Linked DNA regions of Cyprinus carpio: region 2 is linked to region 1. Evidence: chromatin contacts called from public Hi-C data. All regions are on one chromosome and are shown on one strand. Each heading gives the region's core, a stretch centred on a gene start, on an enhancer-like site or on the middle of the called end of the contact. The rest is flanking DNA. Distances are from core to core; before and after follow the strand shown. Region 1 overlaps zbtb16a (zinc finger and BTB domain-containing protein 16-A). Region 2 holds the start of zbtb16a (zinc finger and BTB domain-containing protein 16-A).

Region 1 (3,808 bases), core at 476-2,975:
TACTGTAGGGAAACAGTGAGTGATAGATTAAATATAGATGTAAATTACATTATAAATGTATAAATCTGCTTGTCTTTTCAAAAAGAAAATTGTAAAGAAAAAATGCAAAGAAAATATTTTAATGAATTTAAAATATGAAAAATATTTAGTATTGTATAATACATAAAATAAAATACGTCAAAAATATATTGCTAGAAATAAAAAACTGGGGTGGAGCATTGGGGTGGAGCCATGAAATTTTTATGGAGTGTAATAAAAACATAAATACCAGGAAACAGCCTTACTGGAAGAACCTTTTATAACTGCAGAGATATGAAGGTCTTTACTCTAGCCAGGTATATGAAGGCATACATAAATGGACCATAAAACAAAAAAAATATCTATAACTGCAGATATGAAGGTCCTTACTCTAGCCAGGTATATGAAGGCATTCAAATATGGACGCATTCATATCTGGCCCAGAAATGAAGATGAAGATCAAAAGCTGTTATGGAATCATTCACTCACTGCTCCATCAATTGCACAGGCACAGGTAGTGAGAACCAGCTCACTGTTTAAATTGGCCAGTGTGAAGACCGTGTCACTAGGCAACAAGACCTGATAGCTCCTTTGTTTGGGGTGAAAGGTTGGAAGTGTTCACACTAATCTCAGAGTTCACAATTAAGTAACAGAAGAGTGTCTTCCACCTCCCTTCACTCCCCCTCTCCTTTCAGGGGAATAAACAGCACCAAATCCCCCATCGCTAATGGAAAAGTATTTGCACTGTAAATTAAAGGGTACACTTTTTTTAATGCTTTGTACAGATCACTTTTGGGATGTCTGCAAACAGCTCAAATCTAATTACAGGGTTTGGGGGGTTGGATTTACTCGAAAAGCTGAAGGAACAAAATAAAACTGTCCCATCTTCAATTAACCCTTTTCCATCCACACCAAATCCTTGACTATTCAAACCAATCACAGGAATACTTCAATCCATTAAACACAAACACAAAGGTTCTAAACTCAACCATTTCTGACTTTTATCACACGTTTTTTTTTAGTTGTATCATAGCAGCAGATTTTTTCTGTACTTCAGTTTTTTTCCACCTCCTTTTCATATCTTACCTCCCCCTCAGCATTTAATTACCTATGGTTATTAGCACCTGAGATACAACACAATCAGAACCGAAGCGGATAATGCTTGTTCAACACAGGATGAGTCTTATTGTAGCGGGCAGGGGCGTCCCATCTCGGGCGAGTTTGGCGAACAAGATCGGGAGATTCCTGCTGGCTTCTTTACAGCATGTGAATCGCCGGGCCTACAGGAGTCTGTAATCTCCCCACAAAACTTTTATTTTCTTTTGGACATGTGCTGCTGTCTCTCCTCACAAAGGCTCTCTCTCGTCAAGATTCTTCCCTAACGCTGTGCCAGGCGGATTTAGACATTACTATTTGATGTCAAATCTCCGCTGAGAAACAATGCACGCTGCGGTCATCACGCAGAGATGACACAAAACCCTGTTCCCCCCACTGTACCTACTAAGCTGGGACGGTGACCCTCAGTGCAGCCCGTTGACTGCGGTGGGTCTTCGTCAAAGTTTCCAAGCGGACTGCTTACATTGACTCCGCACCGAGTCAGTTGATAAAAGTGGAGCTCATTGTGGGAATTTATACTTCGCCTAATGGCTAAACATTCTTGCCAACAGATGATTACTTTTTGGGTGTTGGCCGCACGTCTTCACATGGTATCTATCAGCCAACTGAGCATCTCACCCACTGGAAAACTCATTTAGATCCTATCTAGGGACAAAATTAGAAGAGAGAGGCCAGGCCGTTCTGCGCTTGATTTAATTTGGTCACTGATACAGAGTACAAGCACTTGTGCCCTCTGTATTTGGGGAAAGGAGAGGGAAAAAAAAATCAAAATAAAAAGCTTGTGTTCAATAGACCTGGCGTAAGGACACACACACACACACACACACACGCACCACTTCAAAGGATTTAAGAGTCAAACAGGGTCTAAGCTGCTGCCTCTGCTGGACCGGCAAAATCCCACAAAACACATTCAGATAATCATTTTCAGTCTTTTCGTTTAAATCTTACAGCCCTCTGAATAGAGCTTGAAAAGCTAAATTGACATGTGGGTCAAATGATTTTGGGTTTAAAGTCTGCCACAATTCACAGAGCTGTAACCCTAAAAACACAAACCATAACACACAGAGAAACATAAAAAACAAAAGAGGATATCATAAAGCACAAAATACAAAACAATTAAATAGTAAATAATAAGTCCTAGGGGAAGTCGGGGCCTAATGGTTAGAGAGTTTGACTCCTAACCCTAAGGTTGTGGCTTCGAGTCTCGGGCCGCACGACTAGGAACGGAAATGTGCCCGAATAACGAGGACCCGAACCCCCAACTGCTCCCCGGGTGCCGTTCACAGTGTGTGTGTGTTCACTGCTGTGTGTGTGCACTTTGGATGGGTTACATGCAGAGCACAAATTCTGAGTATGGGTCACCATACTTGGTTGTATGTCATGTCACTTTTCACTTTATGCTCATGGGAAGCTGCTCCTCAAGGAAATTGTAATTATGATGTGAATTAAGTTACAAATTAGTGCATTTTTTTATTTTATGTAAAAAAAAAAATATATATATATGAATAAAAAATATGCTTTATGTATCTTACCACTCTCATGCTGTCACTAAAAATAGTAGGAAATCAAGTTAGTTTGTACATCATTCAGACATGTCTCAAATGCAGCAATAATAGCAAGTGTTCGGCCAAACTGCAATGAGGATAATGAAGGCCTACAGTAACCAAGCTGGGTGCAGGCGGTCAGTGGGGCTCGGACAGATGGGTCCTCCGCTTGAGAGTGGGACAGCTTGCTCAGTAATGGATGTAGAATGAGATATGGGGATAGAGTCTGGCACAGCTAATAGTCATTTAATCAGCTGCAGCTGACCGGCACATGGACACCATTTCTGATGCCATGCTGTCTCAGAGCAATCCAACCCCATCAGCCTTTACCTACAAACACTGCCACAATACAAGAAAAAAGACATAAAAAATACACAAAAACAAATAGCGCTGAAAAACATATCACTGCCCCTAGAAGTATTTCTTGTAAGCGCCCTGTCCTGAAGGTGACTTTCAAGGAAAAAAAACGCAACTATGAAGGGACCATATTCATGTTTAAAAAAAAAAAAAAATATATATACCTCTAGAAATTATATAAATTATATTTACATAGTTATAAATAAAAAAGTATTATAAATGTATATTTCTTAAAATATATATTATATTATGTTATCTATATAATATATTTTAAAAAATCTATATATACTTTTAAATTGTAATAATACTTTACAATTATTTGAAAAAAAAAAAAAAAAAAAAAAAATTATTTTAAATTGTAATTATACTTTACAATTCTAACTGTATTTTTGTTGAAATTCTTTTTTTCTTTTTTAAATTAAGATAAGAGCAACATTGACATCATGATAATTTTTTAAATTAAGATAAGAGCAACATTGACATCATGATAATAGCTTCAGTCACACTTTGTTTTAAGGTCCAATTCTCGCTATTAACAAACATTAACTATGACTTTTCCCAAAAACCCATATTTCTACACATAAAAATAAAAATATATTTTAAGTTTAGGTATTGGGTATGATTCTGGATGTAGAATCATGCAGAGAGGGTCATGCAGAATATGCGATTTATAAGTAACATCAGCCAATATGTTAATAATAGGCATGCTAATAAGCAGCTAGTTAATAGTGAGAATTGGTTCCTATTTACATTTATGCATTTAACAGACGCTT
Region 2 (3,808 bases), core at 492-2,991, 85 kb after region 1:
AATGCAATTTTTACTTTTAAATACACTTCCATATATCATATGTAAATTATATGATGTCATTTTTTTCCTGCTATATCAGATATATACTACAAAAATAAAGCATCAATGCACTTACAATGTAATCTTAAAAAAAAAAAAACGTGCAATTTTTAAATGGACAAAAATGTTAAAGGGCTGGGTTTTTTCATTATATGCGAAATATATACCTTCATAATCAATTTAATTACTTAATAAAATACATTCTAGCTATAATTTAACGTTTAAAATCTGCTTTGTACAAGACCCTAACACTATATTACAACAAAAACATCACAGTCACTTTTGAGTGAACAATCAGAAGAAGATCCACCACAAATATTTAGTAACAGCAGCGAGAGGCAGCCTTTCCTTTAATAACATTATCACATATATTAAAAATAGTACATGTACAGACTAGTAAATAGTCTTTATATCAAACAACACTAAGATCTCAGCGGTGAATGACGGGCTTTTTCACTGTGAATACCGTTTCAGACAGCAAATAAGCGAAAGTTAGGCTAAAGGACGACAGAAGATAAATATATTCGAGGGATTTCACGCTGTTTAAATTCTACAAAGTACCGGAAGGCGAGTAATAAGTGAGAAATGAATACGTTGTCTTTGAAGTGCAGTTAACTGATGAGACGTTTGCAATAACGACGCCAGTTCACGCACGCGAACTGTACAACTCAAACAAAAGTCAAGAAAATATCAGTACATTCGTATTAGCCAACTACTGCTGTGATGAGCGTTATCTACCTCATATATGATAAAAAAGACCGATGAAAAGTCCAGTCAGAGCTCATTTGACTGATCAATACATGATTATTCTACTGTTCACACGTGAATCAATTGAATTTAAAGAACCCGATTGTTATTTTATTACATGCACAAACACATCGGGCGAAAAAGCAAAATAGCGTTCATGTTAAATTAATCTATTTCAGTATTTTTATAAAATAAACAAAAAAATAAAAATAAACCAAAGGTTATTTCACTTTAAAAAAAACACAACCAATACAGTTCGGTTCATTTTGAAAGACAGTACCTCCACGGTAGCCCTGATTAAATGACCAGACCTACTGACAACCAAAATAATAATCATCAAAACCCCGACATTTGTTTGTTTCTACGACATACTTTTTCAGTTAGGACATATTTAAACTCTCCGGGGGTTTTGAAGCAGTCAAGCTGAGAATAAAGCACATGGAAGCACGTCACTGTCTGGTGCGCGAGCAGACTTCACGTCCCCCGAATACTAAAACACACGCTTACGTCAACATAACATCTCCACATGTGTAAAGATGAACATTAACAGCCATATCCATCAGGTGCCCTGAGCCTGCGCCACACTGACAGCCACACTTGTACTTTTTCGGTGCATTCTCCCAATTCACCTTCTCTTGAAGCAACAGTAGAAACACAGTAACTTGACGTGATGCTGAGCGCAAACACATCTGATCAACACAAGGCGGATCATCTCCTAATGTGAACACTTCCCAAACTGAAAACACGCAGACAGATGGGTCTGTCAGGAGCCGTGGGTGTTTTAAAGGTGCGCGCCTGTACTCACCTGTCTTGCACGTTTGGCTTCCGAGCGTGCGGTTATTAGGACTGTGGCATAGTAACGCGGTTCACAGTCCCCGCTCTCTCTCTCTCTCGCTCTCTCTCTCTTTCACGCGCACTAACTCTTCTCCGCCCGCCGCTTAGCAAATCATCACGGCGGTGACGTCAGCACACATCCTCGCCGGAGTCCTGACAAACACTGCTAAAGTGAGACACCTAGGGGGCTGTCGAATATAGGCCAGCGTGTCTGGGACACTATCTATCACAGCGTTTGGACTTTAATCATTAACCTTCAAGCACCATCACCTTTGCTACTACTTCTACAACCAGGTGACTTCTCACTGAGGTCTGCAGCGAGCGCGATGCGTAAATTCGTATTTAGATCCCATGAGTGCCACATCCACTATTTTTACACATTCTTGAAACCTATTTGCTCGTAAACGTAAATATGATATTTTTCTGTAATTCTTGTCTGGTTGTGAGTAGCTGGAGCTTTTGTTACTATGCCAAATTCCTTGTGTGCTTGACCCAAATAAACTAATTCAGACAAACAAAGCATGACGATCATGATCTAACACAAGTTCATTATATTAAGTGTCATGTTCCATAAAGGCAGGCTATTTTAATCCGTTTTCAGAATTTTATTTATCATCAGAGAATTTATTCACACTAATTAGTTACTGAATGACAGACACGTAAGATTTCAAGAGCCAGATGAAAAAAAAGTACACTTCCATAATATACTTAAAGTGCTCTATTTTCGCGCACTAATTTTGTGCTTAATATACTAAAAATGATTATTTAGTACTTCTAAGATAAACTTAAGGTCATCTAAGTGTATACTCAACTGTGCTATTTATTTTGGGACACCATGAATACAAACTAAAATGTGACCCTGGACCACAAAACCGGGTCAATTTTTTTGAAAATTATATTTGTACAAGAAGGACAATATTTGGCAGAGATACAACTGTTTCAAAATCTGAAATCTGAGGGTGCAAATAAAAAAGCAAAAAAAAACAAATCGCCTTTAAAATAGTCCAAATGAAGTTCTTAGCATATTACTAATCAAAAATGAAGTTTTGATATATTTACCGTAGGAAATTTACAAAATATCTTCATGGAACATGATCTTTACTTAATATCCTAATGATTTTTGGCATAAAAGAATAATTGATCATTTTGACCCATGCAATTGTTGGCTATTGCTACAAATATAGCTGTGTATGACTGCTTTTGTGGTCCAGGGTCACAAATGCGCTTTTAACATACTGTTCTCTCTTTGAATTTAAAATAAAATGTATGAATGTATGTACTTGAATGTTTTAGTGTATGGAAGATGGTTCAAGTTTACTACAAGTGGTAACTAAATAAATATTTTGAATACAGAGATAGAATGTAAAAAGTGCATTTTAGTTCATATTCATGGTGTCCTAAAATAGCACAGTTGAGTAGGCTACTAATATAATGATATATGCTTAATTTAACTAGAATTATACTTAATTAGTATTAGGTAAAACAAATCATCCAGGCTACATTTCATTAAATTGTTTTGACAAACTGAACATTGTCATACTACAAATTCTATTCCGTTGCTGTCAGCTACATTTGTCACTTGTATTTTCAGTGCAATGACAGCCTGAAAATGGAGGGAAACGGTGTAAAATCTGCACTAGACCCTGTAAAGCTAGAGATGGGAGATCATAGAGTGCCATCACCTTTGAGCTGCATGCTGTGCTGGCTTACTTGGGGATAAAGACAAAGGCACTGCCCTAATCTCCATCTAATCCACATTTTACTGGAGAGGGCTCTGATAAAACCCAAATTATACACTGATTTTTATTTATTTATTTATTTTTTATAATCAAAAGGACAAGCTAGCACAGTTTCAAAAAAACATGAAATTACATATGTAAATTATGTATAAACAATATATGTTTACATTAAAAATGTTCTTTGAAATCTAACTCTAAAACTTAAGCTCTTGGTAAAGTCATACATGTACATTCATGCATTATAAACATAAGTGAGATGATGTTCTTTAAGGAAAGTCGCATTTGTGTGCAATTCATCGGCCTTGGCTCTGCAGGAGTGCAGGAGACCCTTATTATTGGATTTGTGTAATTATTATAATTACACATACATATTTTGATGCATAACACCATGAAATAGGTTCTGAATGCACTAAGAGTATGTTTGCTACCTATTTATCCACATAGTACAT

The links. Hi-C and Micro-C count contacts between places; a contact is called where the count stands out from the background.
Region 2: a Hi-C map of skeletal muscle shows a contact between it and region 1, with 5 times the contacts expected there. The contact joins the promoter of zbtb16a here to the enhancer-like site in region 1. A contact is called at or near these places in 7 of 8 Hi-C or Micro-C datasets (liver and skeletal muscle).

Annotation. Positions count from the first base shown.
Region 1 is chrA21:11,833,951-11,837,758 of ASM1834038v1, forward strand. The region is part of intron 4 of zbtb16a (zinc finger and BTB domain-containing protein 16-A); the gene reads right to left. Among protein-coding and RNA genes, the nearest start is that of htr3a, 44 kb to the left of the region's middle. Within about 2 kb of position 1,726, at least 1 of the 8 cell types and tissues checked has an H3K27ac peak or open chromatin away from gene starts, as enhancers often do. A contact at or near this core is called in skeletal muscle, where this site is marked.
Region 2 is chrA21:11,919,081-11,922,888 of ASM1834038v1, forward strand. zbtb16a (zinc finger and BTB domain-containing protein 16-A) reads right to left here and starts at 1,742. Exons shown (of 7, transcript XM_042710880.1): 1 at 1,592-1,742.